4 separate regions of the Ovis aries genome follow, and all the other regions are linked to region 1. The links are chromatin contacts, called in public Hi-C maps. All regions are on one chromosome and are shown on one strand. Each heading gives the region's core, a stretch centred on a gene start, on an enhancer-like site or on the middle of the called end of the contact. The rest is flanking DNA. Distances are from core to core; before and after follow the strand shown. Region 1 overlaps CUBN (cubilin). Region 2 holds the start of VIM (vimentin). Region 3 overlaps CUBN (cubilin). Region 4 overlaps TRDMT1 (tRNA aspartic acid methyltransferase 1).

What was found. A called contact is a pair of places that touch in the nucleus more often than the background predicts.
Region 2: a contact with region 1 is called in a Hi-C map of tail adipose tissue, with 4 times the contacts expected there. The contact joins the promoter of VIM here to the enhancer-like site in region 1. A contact is called at or near these places in 4 of 16 Hi-C or Micro-C datasets (muscle, retroperitoneal adipose tissue, skin fibroblasts and 1 more).
Region 3: a contact with region 1 is called in a Hi-C map of omental adipose tissue, with 1.8 times the contacts expected there. The contact joins two enhancer-like sites. A contact is called at or near these places in 4 of 16 Hi-C or Micro-C datasets (omental adipose tissue, skin fibroblasts and tail adipose tissue).
Region 4: a Hi-C map of tail adipose tissue shows a contact between it and region 1, with 2.3 times the contacts expected there. The contact joins two enhancer-like sites. A contact is called at or near these places in 2 of 16 Hi-C or Micro-C datasets (omental adipose tissue and tail adipose tissue).

The regions. Positions count from the first base shown.
Region 1 is chr13:30,831,561-30,834,105 of ARS-UI_Ramb_v3.0, reverse strand. All of the region lies in intron 27 of CUBN (cubilin), which reads left to right. Among named protein-coding and RNA genes, the nearest start is that of CUBN, 100 kb to the left of the region's middle. Within about 2 kb of position 1,270, at least 19 of the 54 cell types and tissues checked have an H3K27ac peak or open chromatin away from gene starts, as enhancers often do. A contact at or near this core is called in tail adipose tissue, where this site is marked.
Region 2 is chr13:31,054,860-31,057,404 of ARS-UI_Ramb_v3.0, reverse strand. It overlaps VIM (vimentin), which reads right to left and starts at 1,279. Exons shown (of 9, transcript XM_004014247.6): 1 at 570-1,279. The coding sequence starts at 1,132. It overlaps TRDMT1 (tRNA aspartic acid methyltransferase 1), which reads left to right and starts at 2,432. Exons shown (of 12, transcript XM_042230590.2): 1 at 2,432-2,514.
Region 3 is chr13:30,687,872-30,690,416 of ARS-UI_Ramb_v3.0, reverse strand. The region is part of intron 59 of CUBN (cubilin); the gene reads left to right. Among named protein-coding and RNA genes, the nearest start is that of RSU1, 32 kb to the right of the region's middle. Within about 2 kb of position 1,281, at least 3 of the 54 cell types and tissues checked have an H3K27ac peak or open chromatin away from gene starts, as enhancers often do.
Region 4 is chr13:30,968,759-30,971,303 of ARS-UI_Ramb_v3.0, reverse strand. TRDMT1 (tRNA aspartic acid methyltransferase 1) reads left to right here. Exons shown (of 12, transcript XM_042230590.2): 9 at 1,151-1,479. Among named protein-coding and RNA genes, the nearest start is that of CUBN, 35 kb to the right of the region's middle. Within about 2 kb of position 1,268, at least 5 of the 54 cell types and tissues checked have an H3K27ac peak or open chromatin away from gene starts, as enhancers often do. A contact at or near this core is called in tail adipose tissue, where this site is marked.

The sequences.
Region 1 (2,545 bases), core at 21-2,520:
AGACAGTATAGTCTTTTTAGTAGACCAGCTGGGTCTACTACCCTAAAAGGGTGTGAAATTCTGAGCCTGGAAAAATATTACCAATACATATCTACCTTGCTATGTTAACAGGGTCCCAGAGATAATACTTTAAAAAATAAACTTATCTGATCACATAGCAATACAGTCATTGCAGACAATATGGAAAATATAGAAAAACCTAGATAAAATAAAAATAACACAAATTATATCACTACTGATGATATTTGGTGACATTTACTTACTAAAGTCCCTCACTATTTTATTTTAACATTCAAAGAGGATCATTTTGTACATACTATTCTCTTTTCTTGCATTTTTAAAACTTTTTATTTTCTACTGGAATCCAGCTGATTAACAACATTGTGATAGTTTCAGGTGGACAGCAAAGGGACTCAGCCATACATATACATGTATCCATTCTCTCCCCAACCCCCCTCCTATCCAGGCTGCCCCATAACATTGACTAGAGTGCCCTTTGCAATGCAGTGGGTTATGCATTTTAAATACAGCAGTATGTACATGTTGATCCCAAACTCCCTAATTATCCCTTCCCCCATTCTTCTCCCCTCCATCATAAGTTCTATACTATTATTCTTGCTGTTAAGTCGCTTCAGTTGTGTCCGACTCTGTGCGACCCCATAGATGGCAGCCCACCAGGCTCCTCTGTCCCTGGGATTCTCCAGGCAAGAATACTGGAGTAGGTTGCCATTTCCTTCTCCACTTCCTTAATGAGTTTTTAAACATGCAACAGTAGCTTGCGAATGTTTCTCCTTGTTATTTATTACACCACATCATTTGCAACATCGAATGTTTCATCATCACAATTTAACTACCCATTCTCCTTGAGAGACACTTAGAATCTTTGCAAATGTCCACTGTTATAAACAGTGCTGAGGTAAAATGTCTTTGTAGTTAAACTTTTGCATACATCCATGGTTAAACAAAGATTAATAAAACAAGCAAACAAACCAACCCAAATCAGCCTTGGTGGCATCTAAAATAAGTAATATGTAGAAAGCAGAAATAAATATCCATGCACTATTAAGAGAGGACAGCAACTAGCCGCCACATGGAAGCTGACTGTATGGTCTGTATTGGAGTCCAGCCTTTAATCCAGAGTGACACAAAATAATTCCAAATGTGGGCTTTCAACGGGTTTCTTGGTCTCATGCAAAGCTCAGGGTTGTGAGTCATTGTTTAATTTTAGACGGGTACCTCATGCTTCCTGCCCCACCCTGCAGCACATGGCAATGGCTTTTCCTGTGCCTGGTGGGAAGCGGGGAGTAGGGGGTGGGCAAGATGTGCCTCTGTACCTACTGCACTGTGCCCACCCTTGTGTCCCATGCTGGAACCTTCACCCCCCATCTCCCCACCCCCTGGGGTGACACAGAGCCAGCAGTGCTCTGCTTCTGCATGCTTATTTAAACGTTTGTCTAATTTATCTTACAAGATCGGATTGCATTTTTACCACACCTCCCCCCGCACCCCCTCCCTGCCCAGGCTCTTGTCATCCACAGTGGGGGCCTTTTACCCTCCTAGATGAATCTTGCTTGGCAGTTTCTTCTATTCTTACAAGAACATCTCAAAGCCTTTCAGATTTAAAGTAAACTCTGAAAGTTCCAAGCCAGGAGATTTGCGTGTGAACTTGGGCAACAGTGTTCTCAGTAACTGTTCTAACAAAGCAGGTCCCATAGTTCCTGGTACAGTTGATTTTGGGGTGGGGAAAATCTGAAGAGGTGCTCCAAGAATTCGTCAGTTCCTGGTCCTCTCAGAAGCTCCAGTGGCCAAGCAGCCGGAGCTGCAGGCTGGCCAGAGGGAAAGTGGGGTGGAGGCTGCAACAGGAAAAAACACATGTGTTTTGCTATCCAGTGGTTGCTCCCTGATCTGTCACCAGGGCAGCCTTGACAAATTGCCCAATGTCCTCTTCACCACCAGTCCTGTGATGATCCACTACCTTCCTCCACCCACACACTCCCTCACTGTAGGATCTGCGCTGAGCTCTGTACCCCACATGGCAGTGATGGCCTCAGTCTCCACACAAAACCAGGTTGTCATAGCAACACCCTGCTGGCCATGGCCTTCCATCTCCTCCCAAGTGATCTGTTGATTTCTTGCTTCCCTGTCTGGTCTGCCAGGGATGATTTCTGAGAAATAGTTTACATGAGTCAGTTCAAGTTCTTTTTAGCCATCATATTATTTTCTGTCAAAGTTATTTCCGGTAGAGTTTCTTTAGAAGCAATGTTGGTTCCCTTTGCCACTGACCAAGAATTAGAATAACATTTGAGTCCATATGCCAGGACTCACACCCAAACTATTATATGTTTTTTTTTGGTATGCTAACCACAACAGCCCTATGAGACAAGTACCATTAAGAGGCTAAGTTTGCAAAGAACTCTTAGCTTATGGAGGTTAAGTAATCTTCACAAGTTTATGTTCTAAGTGAATATTAAGAGCTAGACTGGACTTTGAATCTAGAGACCAACACTGGCCATATTCAGTTCAGTTCAGTCTCTCAGTCATGTCC
Region 2 (2,545 bases), core at 30-2,529, 220 kb before region 1:
CCAGTCGTGGCGCAGAGACCCAAGGGTTGCTGCGCCACCTCCGCGCTCAATTAGCGACCGCGGCTTAGACCTGCTGTCCTAGGCAAGTTTAAGCGGGACCTTGGCCTCTGCGTGGAAAAGCAATCACTGTCGCCACCCCGACCTGCGAGACGCCCGCCACCACCTCACCGCGGAGACTCTACAATCCCTTTGTCTCGCTCTCTCCACGGCCCGTTGGCTGGCAGCCAGCCAGAGGGGGACAGGAAACTTTCTCAAAGTTTGGGGAAATCGCGTTCATCCTTTTCTAGGGCCTTAGCAGCAGCAGCAGCAGCAGAGTACACAGTGGTAGTTTTTAAAAGTCTGCAACTTGAAACGTGCGTTCTTGGGCAATGAGTCGGGGTAGAGGGAAAATGCTAACTTGGAAGATTCTGGTTCAGGGCGGGGCCCGCACCGCTTAAGCCACAACCCTGCTCCCCCGCTGTCCCCCACCCCCACCCCCGGCAGCCGCCGCCCGGGCCACATCCCCAAGGGCGTGGCAGCTCCGGTATCCACTTCATCCCTCCCTCAGCCCCGCGTGGGCGCCGCCTTACTTCTCCCGGAGCCTCATGATGTCTTCGGCCAGGTTGTCGCGCTCCACCTCGACGCGGGCCTTGTCGTTGGTGAGCTGGTCCACCTGCCGGCGCAGCTCTCGCATCTCCTCCTCGTAGAGGTCCCCCAGGCGCGACTTGCCCTGTCCCTTGAGCTGCTCGAGCTCAGCCAGCAGGATCTTGTTCTGCTGCTCCAGGAAGCGCACCTTGTCGATGTAGTTGGCGAAGCGGTCATTGAGCTCCTGCAGCTCCACCTTCTCGTTGGTGCGGGTGTTCTTGAACTCGGTGTTGATGGCGTCGGCCAACGAGAAGTCCACCGAGTCCTGCAGCAGCCGCACGCCGGGCACGCCGCTCCGCAGGCGCACAGCCGAGGAGCGCGTGGCGTACACGCCACCCGGGGACGAGGTGTAGAGGGTGCGGCTGGTGGAGGGGCGCAGCGCACTGCCCAGGCTGTAGGTGCGGGTGGACGTGGTCACGTAGCTCCGGGTGGAGCTCGGCCGGCTCGCGGTGCCTGGGCCGCCGAACATCCTGCGGTAGGAGGACGAGGACACGGACCTGGTGGACATGGCTGCAGAGGGTGGCGGTGGACTGGGCGACTGCGGTAGCACGGACTGGCTCCGGGAGAAGAGGCGAGCGCGAGGGCGCGGTGGGTGTGGGCAGAGGGAGCGGTGCTGCGTCTCTGGCGCGGGGAGCCCGGAGCGAGAGTGGCAGAGGACCGGACCCCGCGCGGGGCGCAGTTTTTATAACCGCGTTAGGTAAGAGGGTTCCCTCCCACTGCCATCCCGGCGACGGAGTGCGCCAGCCAATGGGGAAGGCTGGGCGGGGGGTTGGGGCGGGGGCGCCCCGGAGCCGTCCTCCTCCCCCATCTTCCCCAACGGGGACTGAGCACAGCCCCGTTACTTCTTAGCTGGGCTGGGACTTTCAGGGGCTTTCCTGATGGTGGCCCGAGCTCTGCTCACCTCTGGGTGCTGATAAAGGAGGGGTCGCGCAGTGGTGCAGGGGGAACCCGCCAGGACTGGACCAGAGGGGTCCCGGGCTCCGCGCCAAAGAGCTGTAGGAGGAGGCGCGCGGGTGGGAGGGGCGCGCCGCAGCTGGGTTGCGCTTTACTGGGAGAGAGAGGATGCGGAGCCCCGCGGGCCAAGAAGCAGGAGGAGGGGGAGTGCAGGATCCCGCAGAACTGGAGGCGTGGAGAAAGAAACAAAGAGGGCCTGAGATTAGAGCGCGAGGTGGGGGCGCGCACAGCTCTGGACGCAGGGCTTGGGCCCCGCGCAGGAGTGTGTGCACAGCCCGCTTCGAAAGAGGATCTGATGCGGACCCCGTCTCTCTTCGTCCTCTTGTCTTGGGAATTCCTGTTCAGGGACCTAACGGACTGGGTCCCCTTTGGACGGTGCGCGCTTCGAGGCGGCGGCCGAGGAAAGCCTGGGGGAGAAGGGTGGGGTCGCTGAGTCACTGGCACTGAGTCACTGCACCCGGCTGTCCCGCCGAAGGCTCCTAGCGGTACAGGGAAACCGTTAGACGAGATTGACTCCAGCCTCCCCGGGCCTGCGCGCACAGTTTGTCGAAGTTTAACACAACTTCGAGCTGGGCCTCAGCTTTCTCGTGGGCAGTTCGCCTGCGTGAAGACTAGCGCGCGCCTGAGTTCTTAAGAACCCGACAAAGCCAGATTTTGCTCCGATATGCAGGCTTCTCTGTAGTAAGAAACTTCTGCACACATTCTATAAGCGCCGAACGCGGGTCTGGGGCATCACAAATGCACTCCGGGGAGGTTCTTGCCAAGTTCCCCCTCACTCTTCTCCCTGGTCCCCTCTCGGCCTCCCCCTCCCCCCATAAAACCACACCCGACTTTTAACAGGATCTGGAAGTTTGGGGTGAAGGAGGAAGCTCTGCGTCCGCAGCTGCACAATCAAATTGATCTCTGGTTTTTCTGCTGTTGCGGAAGTCATTCAAGGTATAAACCTGCGCTAATTATAAGAATGAAT
Region 3 (2,545 bases), core at 32-2,531, 140 kb after region 1:
AAGTGTTTCTTCTTTGGTTAGGAGGTTAGAGTGACATTTGTTCTCTGGCACAGAGTGGGTCTTCCAGAGTGCTTCTGACACAACATCAGGAAGTTGCTGATGGGTGGGAGCTGGCTGGATGGTAGAAACATGAGTAGTGACAAAGAAGATGGTGAGTTTGTGATGCTAAAGAACATTAGGTTAAAGTCAAGACTAAAGTCTTGGTTAAAGTCATAGACTAGCTCAAAGAAAGGAATTCTAAAATACTGATATAGTAAACAAATATATGACACTATTTCATTGTTACAGAATTCTGCCTTTTTCTTCCCCTGTATCCTACTATTGTTGAAATTCAGAAATAGTATCATGGCAATAGTACTTTTTGGTAATATTTGATAATATTTGTCTTTATATTTCCTCAAAGACATAGGCTTCCATTTCCATTTTGCCTTACGAGGGGCAGAAGCACAGAGCAGTTATGCTAGGTTTAAATATCAAACTAGGGAATCAGAACAAGTATAACCATTCCATTTCCTATGCCGCAAACACTGAAAGATATTTACTCTCATATCATATTGTGTTTACTTCAATTATTTGACTGTTTATTCATATGTTTACTCATATAGAATATATAGAATTTGAATTATATAACTCACTCATATAATATTATATTTACTTCAGTTATTTGACTATTTGGGCCAGGATTATCTGACAATAATTTTAGTTCTCCATTTTCTTTATTCTGTGTGTTCATTTTATGAGTCAATAAACTCTATTATAGTTTGATAACTGGAAAAAGCTATTTTTGTATTGGTCAGTTATTGCCACAATAATGCCATATAACAGACTATCCAAAATGCAGTGGCTTATACCTAGAATATTAATTCTATTACTTATGGATCATCAGGCTGTTTTGCCTGCCTGTTTCAGGATGCAGGCTGAGCGTGTTTGGCTCTACAGTATAGGCTAGGGCCGGGTCTGCTTTCCATGCAAGTCCCCAGGGCATGAGCTCTTGGTGGATCACACAAGCACAAAAGTCCAAGCCAAAGAGCATCAGCACATTTAAATGTGCTCTTCCTACCTCTTGGCCGCTAATATTCCATTGTCTCAAGCAAGTCACATAGTCAAATCTAGCATCAAGTGGACAGAAAAATATACTCTGTCCATTCTCAGTTCAGTTCAGTCACTCAGTCGTGTCCGACTCTTTGCGACCCCATGAATCGTAGCACGCCAGGCCTCCCTGTCCATTCTAGACCACTGCACAGAGACAGACTGAAGAGTTAGGAATGACGCAGTCTCCCTCTAAGCCTGTGCCAGTGCACGTCAGTGAGCTGCGGATTCTGCTCTGGGATTCCCTGAAGGCAGGGTGTCTCTTTCTTAAGACATTAGCAGCAGTAGTAGCAATAGGAGTAGTCTTGTGTCTAATAAGTGTGTATCTTATCTTGCATGTATCAGCAGTAAGTGTGTATAATGGCACTTGCAGTGCTCAGTATATTTGGCATTCTATCCTTATTAACCTAACTAGTAACAATTAATAAGCAAGTGGTGATTAAAACATATAGCTTAAGTTTTTTAGAAAATAGCATTTAGTCGTTGGAGCTGATGTATTAGTAGACTAAAGCCCAGCAGTCCGGTTTTCCTGCATACAGACCTCTGACTGTGCACTTCCCCTACTTCCTCCAGCCCAGACCACTTCCCCTACTTCCTCCATGTGCTCAGGTCTGGTTTCATTTCCTCCAGATGCATTTCTAGGTTGGACTTGATGAGAAAGTGCATTCATTCTGACCCTATCACTCCTCAGATCAAAAACCTTTCAAGTGAATCCCTGCTAGCTATAGAATAAAGTCTATAGATCAAATTCTATAAATGTAAGTCCTTGTCCACTTAACCTTTGGTTACAAACTCTTTCAGCCTGGACTTGCCAATACCAGCCCCATTTCTCTATGGTCTTGTCGAGTTTATCCTTTAAGATACAGATCAAATGTCACCTCCTCCTTGAACATTCTAGATCCTCTTGGCCTGAAATAATAGTCTCCCTTCCTTGCAAAATTCGCCTCTGCCACTTTTGTGGCACCTGTGAGTTTCTATATGGTATCATCATTATTGATTTATGACATCACTGCTATTGGAATACCATTCATCTTTTCCCATCTCAACACTAAATATAAATACAGGTAACTAATAAGAATCTACTGTATAGCACAGGGAACTCTACTCAATACTCTGTAATGGCCTATATGGGAACAGAATCTAAAAAAAGTGGATGTATGTATATGTCTGACTGATTCACTTTGCTGTACACCTGAAACTAACACAGCATTGTAAACAAACTACACACCAACAAAACTTAAGAAATAATAAATATATTTCCTTGACTAACAAACAAAACATTATTTAATAGGTAAATAAATTTCTCAGTTCATTAATACCCTTAGTAATTGTTCTTCCATGTCAGGCTTTTCAATAAGCTTAAGTGGTTGCCTTTGGTAACAATCAGTCCACATTGGAGCAAAAACTGTGGAATCTCCATTTCTTTCTTCACTTTGTAGACCTGTTGCCTAGGAAT
Region 4 (2,545 bases), core at 19-2,518, 140 kb before region 1:
AATTGCTATAGATAAAATCGCTCATTATGCTAGCAATTTTGTATGCTTCTGCTGAAACTTGATGTGGATAACAGAGTTTCAGTGGTTCAGTGAAGCTCTCTGTAATCATCACAGGTAAGAACTTAAAAGTCATGTCCTACTAACAGGGGTTCAGTAGTATCATTTGAATCCCCCTGTAACACAATACCAGTTTTATGCTTCCCTGATGGCTCAGTGGGTAAAGAATCTGCCTGCAATGCAGGAGACACAGAAGACATAGGTTTGATCCCTGGGTCAGGAAGATCCCCTGGAATAGGAATTGGCAACCCACTTTAGTATTCTTGCCTGAAAAATTCCATGGACAGAGAAGCCCAGTGAACTACAGTCCAAAGGGTCACAAAGAGTTGGACAGTGCTGAGTGACTACACACAATGGTATTATATTACGGGGCTTCCCAGGTGGCACTAGTGATAAAGAACCCGCCTGCCAAGGCAGGCGATGGAAGACACGCCTGTATTATATTATTCAATAGCAATGTGTCTCCCTTTCAATGTGGATAGTTCCAAAAACAATATATAAAGTATATTAACAAAGATTTCATCATTAAAAATTCCTGGAACTATTTTATCCTTCTCAAAATAGGACTTTATACAAGGTTACCTGTTTTGTAGAAACAAGTTTTTCCTATGGGGCTCAGGAATAGAAATAACCTTTCAAGGCAAAGAGTGCTTATCATTTTTAATAACTAATTTTCCTTTAGATCATGGGTATGTTTTAGTGTGTGTGTGTGTTTTTTAACAAAGGGGAATGGTAAGCTTTGATTCAAAACACATTTCTGGAAATATTCCTGTTGCTTTCTCAACTTCTTTTCCAACTATGATGTCGTCTGTATATTCAGCCTACTTCCTATTATTCTGTTGAATGGTTTTATTACTAGAGAAAGCAGTAATTTCATGAAATAAATTATCTATAGTCTGATGGCCTATCATTACATGATGAAAAACTTGTAGTAGCTTATATAAATTACTAGTAAACCTCAATGTCTATCTTTTTAATGACAGCTCAGTAAAAGCTAAAGAATTTTTTTGCATAATGTTGACTAGATATTATTAATTCATCTTTTATTTTTAAGAAAGCTTTTGACAATTTATATATTTTTATTTAATGTCAGGTACTGATGGAGTTTCCCAAAACTGAATCTGAACATTCCCCTCAATATGCAATAAATGCAGAAAAGAAAACTGAACCAAATATTTGCTTTGATAGCAGCACACAGTGTTCTGGGAAAGAGGCCATTCTTTTTAAGCTTGAAACTGCAGGAGAAATTGACAGGAAACGTCAACAGGACAGTGATCTCTCTGTGCGAATGCTAAAAGATTTTCTTGAAGATAACATTGACAAGCATTCATTCTTTTTACCACCAAAGTCATTACTGCGATATGCTCTTTTGTTAGACATTGTTAAACCCACTTCTAGAAGATCCATGTGCTTTACAAAAGGGTAAGTTTTAAAGAGTCTCTACTCAGGACATATCCAAAGTAACCAAGTTTTCATAACTATTGTCTCTTTTATTTCTTCTGGAAACAAGAAGCATTTTATAGAATGTTTCTGCTAAAATGTGTTTGTTTATTTGTTTTCCTCCCTTAATTGCCTGCTTTCGTGTTCCAATAGAACGCACAAGTAAAAATTGCTTCTGGCAGAACATCATGTGCACAGCCCACGAAAGTGCTCATGAAAGGCCAGGCCATTGTTTGGTGACCTTCGAAGGAGCTTAATTACCCATGGTGGAAACATACCCATGGTGAAAATATGGTCTCTGTAGACGGCAAATTGCTAATTTTTTTTACCACCTTTCTTTTTATGGTACCTCAAAAATTTCTGTCCACTTTCATAATCAGTGTACAAGAAGATATTAAATTTTAATATAAAGAAATTAGATTGAATAATCTGGAGCACATTAGAGCACTTTAAATTTTCTTTAGTTTTGGGGTAAGTAGTTATATTCTCATGGTTCAAAATTCAAAAGGAACTGAGATTGTAAGACTCCTTTCCTCTCTGCCTCTTGTTCATCCAATTTCCATCCCTACATGCAACCAATGATTACAGTTTACTGTCTAATCTTCCAGAGGTGTTGTGTGCAGGGTATCTAAATATACATGTATATTTTTACCCCCTTCTTAAGTAAATTGTAGAATATTATAATCATTATTATGCACCCATTTTTTTTTGACCGTACAATGTAATTTGGGTATTATTGCCTAAGAATTTTGCTATACTCATGGTATAGGTATATCACAATTTATTTTACTGGATATTTAGGGGATATAGCCTTTGGCTTATTTCCCAAGTGTTAACAAATGTGTTTTTCAAGTTTCTTTTTAAACCTAGAAAGAAGGGGAAATAAGACCCTTGGCGAAGAATTTGTAAAAGATCCCTGCCTCTTCTTTGTTAATACCACTCAAACTCATTTGATAGGTGGTTTTATGATTTAAACATTCAAACCTTCTCTCTTTACTTGCTAGCTAGTTGTCTTGACACTCTGCCCCTAAGATAATCGTATGAGGCT